Regions from separate parts of the Sus scrofa genome. Here all the other regions are linked to region 3. The links are chromatin contacts, called in public promoter capture Hi-C maps. All regions are on one chromosome and are shown on one strand. Each heading gives the region's core, a stretch centred on a gene start, on an enhancer-like site or on the middle of the called end of the contact. The rest is flanking DNA. Distances are from core to core; before and after follow the strand shown.

The links. Promoter capture Hi-C pulls out the DNA fragments that hold promoters and counts their contacts.
Region 1: a contact with region 3 is called in a promoter capture Hi-C map of liver, with 3 times the contacts expected there. The contact joins two enhancer-like sites. A contact is called at or near these places in 1 of 5 promoter capture datasets (liver), 1 of 47 Hi-C or Micro-C datasets (embryonic fibroblasts) and 1 of 2 datasets of contacts at active chromatin or transcription factors (alveolar macrophages).
Region 2: a contact with region 3 is called in a promoter capture Hi-C map of liver, with 2.3 times the contacts expected there. The contact joins the promoter of DAB2 here to the enhancer-like site in region 3. A contact is called at or near these places in 3 of 5 promoter capture datasets (fetal liver, fetal skeletal muscle and liver), 17 of 47 Hi-C or Micro-C datasets (adipocytes, alveolar macrophages, blood and 11 more) and 1 of 2 datasets of contacts at active chromatin or transcription factors (alveolar macrophages).

Annotation. Positions count from the first base shown.
Region 1 is chr16:24,379,319-24,382,303 of Sscrofa11.1, forward strand. The region is part of intron 3 of FYB (FYN-binding protein); the gene reads right to left. Among named protein-coding and RNA genes, the nearest start is that of FYB, 130 kb to the right of the region's middle. Within about 2 kb of position 1,348, at least 9 of the 83 cell types and tissues checked have an H3K27ac peak or open chromatin away from gene starts, as enhancers often do. A contact at or near this core is called in liver, where this site is marked.
Region 2 is chr16:24,775,245-24,778,416 of Sscrofa11.1, forward strand. It overlaps DAB2 (disabled homolog 2), which reads right to left and starts at 1,693. Exons shown (of 16, transcript XM_021076650.1): 1 at 1,342-1,693. The region is part of intron 2 of LOC102163534 (a long non-coding RNA gene); the gene reads left to right.
Region 3 is chr16:24,586,852-24,590,191 of Sscrofa11.1, forward strand. No RefSeq gene overlaps it. Among named protein-coding and RNA genes, the nearest start is that of C9, 13 kb to the left of the region's middle. Within about 2 kb of position 1,795, at least 7 of the 83 cell types and tissues checked have an H3K27ac peak or open chromatin away from gene starts, as enhancers often do. A contact at or near this core is called in fetal liver and liver, where this site is marked.

The sequences.
Region 1 (2,985 bases), core at 98-2,597, 210 kb before region 3:
AAAAAAAAAAAAAAAAAAGAATTCGGGTTTCATCTCTGGCCTTGCTCAGTGGGTTAAGGATCTGGTGTTGCCATGAGCTGTGGTGTAGGTGGCAGACGTGGCTCGGATGCCGCACTGCTGTGGCTGTGGTGTAGGCTGGCAGCTGCAACTCTGATTCGACTCCTAGCTTGAGAACTTCCATATGCTGTGGGTGTGGCCCTAAAAAGCAAAAAATATATATATATGTACTACTGGGGTTGCAGTTTACTTCCTGAAACACTTGGATGAATAACAAATATTTGCAAAATGAAGGGTGTCTGCACAGCACATTTAAACCTATGTGCCTGCACTTGAATGCAAATCATTTATACTTGGGGATAATGTTTGCATGCACATGCATATTCATGGACCCAACATTATAGCATACAAATTTTATTTAATTTTATATAGGTCTGAATTCACCTGTGAATTCATAGGTTTAATATGTAGAAGTGAAAATCGTCACTAAATAGGAAATAGGGTTAAGAATAGGAATAGCAGTGAAGGATAAAAGATGAAGGGGAGAGACAGGTGAGTGTCATGGACAGACCGAGATCAAACTGTCACCAATTGCTCAAAGAAAGTGTTCCAGGCATTGAGAAAAGCTCCACAGAGTTAAAGAGACCAATAACAAAATTAGTCACATCCCAAGTCCTAGAAAACAAAGCAGAGGGAGCAGTCTAAGAAGAAAAGGAAGCTTTTCTTCCTCAGCTGTTACAATAGGACATCTATTCGAGAAGGCCTTTCACCACAGTTCTTTGTTTTTATGCATGCAGAATTAAATTGGAGAGGCAAAATCAATGTAATGTTCTGACTGTCATGTTTCGAAAGCTATTAGAGCTCTATTTCCTGACATTTGAAGATGTGAAGTTGTTGACCTTTAAACTTTATTGGCTATTCATGACCTTTATTCATGGCTTCAGCCTCTCATTGTCAGTTTTTTTTAAGAATCAGGAGGAAATCAAGTGACACAGAAAACTTTGTGCCATACCTGCCCTCACTGAGAACGAAATCCTGTGAACTTTTCTCTGGAACATGTCTTCTGGTATTTAACGCATGAGGAATTACAAAACTATGAATTGTTTAAGCCAATGCTCTCCCAGTGGACTTAGGTAAGACTGCCTGGTCATGGATGACTGATATGGCAAGGCTTCAATTCCAGAAAATGTTAAGCATTCCTAATTGATAAAAAGGTTATGGTGGTAAATTCTTACTTTTCCTCCAAATTTAGAGCCAGGAAAAAAAAAAAAAATCTTACACTGACTAAGAATGACCTCAGGGTAAGAACTGTTCAGCGTTTCCTTTTCCAACCTTAGTCATTTCCATTATTTATTACTTCTTATTACTTCACTTTTCCTGTCTCATTACTATTAATAACCATATAATTTGCTTCGTATACCAAAGTATTCATCCTCTGGTTCTGTTTTCACATGAAGAATTATACTGTTAAATTTTTAATTAATTTCTGAAAATGGTACCCAGAGATATGTTACCCTAAAGATGTGGATTTGAACAGTGAAAATGATAAACAAGCTCTTTTGACCCATTTCAGTTCCTCTTCAGCTGTGTAAAAGAGCAGAAAGTAGAGCTAGCCGATATCTGACCACTAGGTGGAGAAACAATACAATTTAAAACACACTCTAACTGGCCTCAACTACTTTCCTTTTGAAGATGTTTATTATTTTTAATTCTCACCTGCCTCCAATCCTTTACACTCTCGGGGCGTTCTGACCCAAAGGAGAAAATTACAAGTGACTTCTGGGAAGTAAGCAGATGATAAAAGGTCAAGCTATCTCCTGAAATTCTTGCTTTGATCCCAATTAGAGATTCGTTTTCTTGCCTGAAGTAATCCAGACTCCACAGCCTGGGGAGAACTGTGAACCTTATCACTTATGCCTTTGGGAAGCCAGTCCCTGAGCTTCAGTTCTTAGTAGTTGTAGTCCTTGGTCCCAGGAATTCTCTCTCCACCATTACGATTTCCACAAGTGTAGAAACATACTGTTATTTCTACCATCTTTTTTTTTTTTTTTTTTTTTTTTTGGCTGGGCTGTGGCACATGGAGTATCCATTGTTTTGTGACCTATGCAACTGCGGGAACTGCTGTGCTGGGCAGGGGACTGAACCTGCATCCCCGCACTGCAGAGACATCGCCAATCCCCTTGCATTGGGAACTCCTATCTCTTTTCCTTTAATTTTTTTTAGGGCCGTGTCTGCAGCATATGGAAGTTCCCAGGCTAGAGGTGGAATTGGGGCTGTGGCTGCCAGCCTACACCACAGAGGGCAATGTGGGATCCGAGCTACATCTGTGACCTACACCACAGCTCACGGCAACGCCGAATCCTTACTTAGCTGACAACCGATCACTGCCTCCCCCTTAGGAGTTCTAGCTTTACTTGGCTCCAAGGACACCACACTCAGATCTTTCCTACGTCCTTGGTTGCTCCTTTTTATCCTCCTTTGCAGAATTTCCTTCTCCCAGGCCTGGTGGATTTTGAGCGTCCTGGGGTTCAGTTCTTCCTCTGCTTATACTCACTTCCTTGGTGATCTTCAGTTTCATGACTTTAAGTGTGGGATATATGACCATACTCTCAAATATGTATTTTTTATTTTTGCTTTTTAGGTCCACACCTGTGGCATATGGAAGCCCCCAGGTTAGGAATTGAGTCAGAGTTACAGCTGCCAGCCTATACCACAGTCATAGCAACTCGGGACCCAAGCCGTGTCTGTGACCTACACTGCAGCCACAGCAAAGCTGGATCCTTAACCCACTGAGCGAGACCAGGGATCGAATCTGCATCCTCATGGATACAAGTTGGATTTATTTCTCTTGCACCACAACGGGAACTCCTCGAATATGTATTTATAACCCAGAACTCTCCCCCAAACTCTTCACCTCTTATGCCCAAATGCCTCCTCAACATCTCCACTTGGGTGTTTAAGAGACACCACAGGCTTAACCAGGCCAGG
Region 2 (3,172 bases), core at 443-2,942, 190 kb after region 3:
ATGTTTCAGCCAATTCCCCCCTTATCTCCTTCTTCTCTGGGACTCGGCTTCCCTGAACTTTAGCATTCCCTTTAGCCAATTCTCCTTGGAAGCTATTTTTTTCTACTCCTGGGGCATCCTCGACAATAATGTATAAGCAACAATCACAGAAATGTGTACAAGAAACACTGATAATTGTCAAATTTTAGCCTCAGAAGGTTTTATGCATAAGGATTCTGTTGATGCTAGAAGGAACCAAGTCATCAGAGGTAGGTGGCCATGAGAATTAGCTAAAATGCATTAACATTTTCATAGTAACATATAGTAGCAAGTAGCATAGTATAATACATATAGCAACAAATAACATAGTCATCTAATTCTTAACTCTGTGCGAAGTCACATTGTGCGTTTGTAAGTAGGACTTCAAAACAACCCAATAAGAAATGGAAGAAAGGCTGTTTCTAAAGATAAGTAGTGAGTCTGGCCTCCCTACCTTTCTCTCTCTCAGTTTTTAAATGGGCTCAAGCAATTTGAAAACCAAAATTACTGGACAGAAATAATTACTGGGCAGAACTGAGATGCCTTATGTGGTGAGGGTAGGTAAATTTTTGTGAGGTTGTAACAATGGCTCTTTTTTATGCCCTGGAAGTCCAACATTAAACATCCACTTCCATCAGGGACTTTGGAATTGCAATATATCGAATGAGCTATGCTTTATTACATGCTGATGGAAGTAATCACGGCATAGTCACGCATTGCAGATGCTAGCAACTTCTTCCCTTTTGATGTAAAATATAACATGAAGTCTTTGCATTAAAGTCAGAGGTATAAAATCTGCTAGCATCTGTAAATATTTTATTCTTTAGGTACTCCCCGGTGCTGAAAATAAAATGTAGAGAACGTTGCCTGAATTTCTGAAATAACCTCCGACCAAGAAGAAACCACCCAGTTTCTTTATCATAACAGCTCCCCCTGCTGCTTCAAAGTGAGGCTTCGTGCCTATTTGCCGTTTTCCCTTCAGTCTTTGAGGGGCTCTGGAAGCATGGCTGGAAAACATTATCCTCAACTGAACCGTAGCCAGGAAAGTCTCAGGAGGGAATTCTTTCCTGACATAAAATTAAACCTGGCTTCAGCATATCTTCGGGGGGAAAAAGAAGGAAAACTTACTGTTGATGTTTCTTGGCTGGGCTTTCTTTCTGTTCTTAAAGCAACATTATTTTAGAAATCTGTAACAAAACCTGTCATCTGCCAAGTCAGCCCAAGCATCCCAGCCTCTCTCAGCTCAGCTCAGCTTTCTCGATCTTGCCTCCCTCCATGCAAACTGGGCGAAATTTATTCAAAAACAGATGCCTTTTAACTCACCTGTGGTAGAAGCAGTGACTGTCTCTTCCTTCCGTGGAAGGGAATCTGATGCCAAAAGTCCCACAGAGTCCAAGGCAGAGTGGCACCGATGTGGTGGTAGAGCTGCCAAGCCACAGAGTAACCAGGCCTCCAGGTGACTTGTCTTTTAGCCTTGCTGGATTGATAATTGTTGCACGACTTCAGCAGTGGCTCAGGAGCAACTGGCTGCAGGCAATATATTTTCAGGTCCAACTGGATGCACGGCTTATTTAGAGCAGAAAATCTGGGTGCTGTGGCCGTAGGAGGCCTCTGCCTCTCTGTGCCTGTGGAAGATGGTGTGATGAAGATTACTGTGTGACCTGATGCCACTGGAAGGAAGGTGCTGGGTTATTTATTCACCCAAGAGGCAGATGTTAGAATCACTGAGTTAAAAAAAAAAAAAATTGCCTCAATCCAGGGCGCTGATGCTCTGGTGGGTGAAAGACATCTTGCATCTCAAGCTGAGGCCAGATATACTGTTATCTACCAACCCAGTGCTGGTCCAGAGTCACCTTTTTCTCTGCCTTTCTATTCCCATCAAAAACAATGACTTAGAAAGTTTGTCAGTGGGTATGAGAGTATTACAGCAAGGGAACTGACACCATCAGAAGTTTTGTAGCACGCAGCATGATCATTATAGGTTCTGGAATGTTCAGGCACTGGTCTCTGGCTCTGAATGTGCTACTCTCATTAAAATGTATTTCTAGGATAAGAGAATGGTGTTTGGTATCATCTGTGCAGACCAGGAAACAGCATAGGACACACTTCACATACTCTGTTAGGAAGTGGCTGAGATGGGGGCTAACACACTGAGAACTTGCCTGCATGGCTTGGGTTTAAGACCTACTCCTAATTGTTTTCCTTGCTTAAGAACATCTCCCTCAACTGGCTTATGTAAGAGACTGCTTTTTGGATACGAAGGTATTCTCCATCTGAGACATTCATTTATCATTGTTATTATTATTTTGGCCACGTCCTATGGCATGCAGAAGTTCCTGGGCCAGGGATCAAAACCACACCATAGCAGTGTCTTAAGTTATAGCAGTGATAATGCCAGATCCTTAACCTGAAAGGCCACCAGGGAACTCCCTGAGACATTCATTCAAAATCTAAATATTTCAAGATAGTAAAGTAACATTATAGTGAACAGTGTTTTTAGCGGGAACAGTTAGCCAGTTAACTAACCACGCCCTGATGATGGGGATGACATTGGTGATTGGGAAGTGCTTCTTTGAAGAAGGTAGGTTGAGGCAGAAGGCTCAAGCCAGAGGCAGTGGGTGTTGAAGGGAGGGTTTTGGGGAGACAATAGGTGGGGAGACCTGGGCCTCTCTGGGACAAAATGAGAGCACTGTGAGCTAGCATTTGGCCAACAAGGATGGAAATCGTGAGGTCCATGAGGAGATAGGTTCAAGGAAGAGAGTAGAGTCGGAATATAAAATCACCTTCTCTCTCATAGTTTTCTGAGCCTAACCTGAGAACTGGTCCTGTTTTCCTCAATATCCAGATACTTACATAAAGTGATTTCATTGTTCCTCACCCTAATAGGTGATTTTCCCCTCCACTTGCTTGTGTAGGTCTCAGAATAAAGACTGGAGAGTTGGGTCCCAAAAGAGAGGGCCAGTTGTCACGACTTTAGCCTGCCTGTCATTGTCTCCTGCCTGGACCTATGCAGTTTTATTCTTTTCTCCACCCCCCCCCCATTCCAGATTCATCTCATACCCAAAGGCAACCCTGATGATGTCACTGGCCTACTAAAAGATATTACAGTTGGTCAGCGGAATAATTTCTCACCTATAGTAGGTTTATTTATTGT
Region 3 (3,340 bases), core at 545-3,044:
AGAGCTGCAGCTGAGACCTCCACCACCACCATGTGACACAGGATCTGAGCCACATCTTCGAGCTACGCCATAGCTCATGGCAATACCAGATCTTTAACCCATTCAGCGAGGCTGGGGATTGAACCTGCATCCTCATGGACAACATGTCGGATTCTTCACCCTCTGAGCCACAACAGGAACTCCTAATTTTTCCTTACTTGGAACAACATTAAATGGCAAATAAAATATATTAGGAGAGAGATTTGAGAAGAAAGGAAATAGTTTTATATATTATTGCCCTCAAGAGCACTTTTTCCCTGTTTTTTGAACAATGGATTCCTCCATTTTTATTTTGCCCTGGAACCTACAAATGACCAGCCCTGCCTCTTCTAATTACCATTACTCTAGAAGTTGGTAAAGCCAAAAGCATGACTTCCCTGCCTCCCTTGCAACTTACAGTGGCCATGTGACCACATTCTGGCCATTAAGCCACAGCTGAAATCTGCTGGAAAGCCTTGGGGGAAACTGAAATGCCTGGTACCAGGAGCAGACCTTGAACGTCATGCCTTTCCCTTTCGGCCCTTCCTTGAATGGTAACATTGCATTTGGAACTATGCAGCCATCTTGTGACCATAAGCAAATCAAATTAAGAGACAGCCAAAAGCTACAAAAGTTGGAGTGAAAGCCAGGAGTCTGTGTCCTTGAGGGTCTTGCTGAGTTGCTGAGCCAACACCAGTAGTCAGCAATCTAGGCTTTCATGGGAAAAAACATAACCCCCTACTAAATTTAGCCACCACGAGCCTCCCCATTCCTGTTGTCCATTCACTACCAATGGTCATGTGGCCTATGAATGGTCTGCCTGTGTCCAAGGTCTTTTGTCAAAAGAAGAGAATTCCTCCTGCTTTTAGCCCTGCTGTTTCCACCATCAGGACTCTACACCAGTTTCACAGGCCAGTGACAGAGGTGAGAAGGCAAATGTCTTACCAGTCCTTCTATTCTCTTCCTCACCCCTCTCTGTTGGTTCCTGTCTCCCAACACTCCTCTTAGCTCCCCCCCAAACAAAAGGTTCTGTGATGATCAATCATTGTAAGTAGGTACCTGGTGGAGGCAGCCTCGGACACACTCCAGAAACATCCAAAACACAGCCTCAGCCCAGTAGGGTCACCCTCTAACTTTTGGAACAGCAGTCATTTTCCTTTCCTACAATTTGGGTAAAATAATAGTGATTGAAGTCAAGCAAATGAAAAAAAAAATTGACAGAAAACTCCATACTAACATAAAGAAAATTTAGTCATGAAAACTTTCAGAGGATTTTTTTCCCCCTCCTTGTATAGCCACTTCATCTGTGTCCCCCCAGAAGCCCAGTTTCTTTGCCACCGAGCAGTCCACACATCCCTGGAGATTGGCCCTCATAGGATTTCAGCACATAGCACAAAACTATTTAAGCACATAGTTTTAGAGAAGCAAGGGACAATGAAGGGGCTCAGTCCCTCATTAAGTGAGATGACCCATGGCTGAGCCTTGTCTGTCAGCACTGCTGTAATTAGGACATGTTAACAGGGCTGCTGCCACACAGCCTGTGTGTGTCCATGTGTGGCGTATCACCTTCGACCATGAGACTTACTTGTTTTTAACAGAAGGGAGTTCGTTAAAGCATAACATTTCCCAGCAAGAATTAGGTTTTTAATGATTGAGCAATCTCCTCCAACGGTTAAAATAGATTAAATATTCACCAGTGACTGTTGGAGAGCACCTGTCTTTCACCAGGAGACTTTGTAGTGAACCTGTTCCAGGAATATAGGTCAGAGTCCTCACTCCTCAGCTTACTGCAGGGTCAGCCAAACTCCTGAGTGAGCCACATCCTCTGTTTTTTTCCCCTCCTTGTGTTCCTCACAGGAAAGACACAGGATCTCACCACTCTGTCTGCGTCTGGAGATACCGCGGTTATCATTTGATGGGGAAGTCTGAAATCATTGACTGAGAAGCTCTCCCTACACAGCTGAATGAGACCTCAGCTTTGTCTCATTAGCCAGAAGGTGGTCACATGACCACAGTTAGGTACAAGGGAGGCTGGGGAAATCAAGCTTTTAGCTTTACCAACTTCTATAGAAAAGGTAGTTCAGGAGTTCCCGTCATGGCTCAGGGGTTAACGAATCTGACTAGGAACCATGAGGTTGCAGGTTCGATCCCTGGCCTTGCTCAGTGGGTTAAGATTGTGGCATTGCCGTGAGCTGTGGTGTAGGTCGCAGACATGGCGCAGATCCTGGGCTCTGGTGTAGGCCGGCGGCTACAGCTCTGATTAGACCCCTAGCCTGGGAACGTCCATATGCTGCAGGAGCAGCCCCAGAAAAGGCAAAAAGGCAAAAAAAAAAAAAGTATTTCAGATGTACAGTTTTGCAATAAAATACCACGGAAACCATTCACTGAGAGTTGAAGCAGATTGTAGCCATTTTAAAGCACTGGATGACATTCTCAGATGAGCTGGAATGGTAACAGATCCCACCTGGCAGAATTACAGTAGCAGCAGAATGAAGTTATGTTGGGAAAAATGGTAAAGCCCTTCACAAATGCAAACTTATCTTGAGGAAAGTAATACTTTCTCCCTTTGTCTTGCTTATATGTGAGGAATTGGGAGGCACGCTGGCTTAAAGTTCAGTGTTTAGCTTAGATCTATGAGACGCCTAAATGAAACCTTCTTCAGGGATAACAGGGTTACCCCAAGAGCTGAACTTGCAGCCCGCTGAACATCACTGCTACTAAAGACTCTGAAAAGGAGGTCTGTTTTCACTTTGCAGGGACACTTCAGTAAGCACCTCCTTCTGCTGGGTCAACAGAAGTTCCTACTGCACTTAAGTTAGTGTTATCCCCTTGCACACATGAGCAAGGGTTAATCTCTGGTAAGATCTTGCTTAAGCCACATGGAAATATCACTGAGGTTCAGTGGCTTAGATATACTGCAGAGCATCCAGATAAGCCAGATAACTTGTGCAACATGCTCTTAGCAGCAGCCTTCTCCAGCTCATCTGTGGCTTAGTGGAAGCTGCTTATGTGTGGAGACTGTTTCTCTGTATTCTATTCATTGTTGCCAGAAAGACACCAAATGTTTCAGTTAAGGGGAAAGGTAAGGCAATATTGCCAAACACCCCATAACAGTAAATGTCTATCAATGACACCTACCCCGCCAAGTTCATCTTATTCCTTAGAGAAGTCAAAGTTAATACCAAGACTTCTATGCTCAAGCAAGGTCGGCCTTAGGGTCATCTTCCCTGTGGCTCTAGGTCTTCTTGAAATGAATGAGAGCCTTGAACTTTTAAACAGGGGAGAGTGTTTAAGAGTGTCCTAGCGCTAAGGACATTTCATC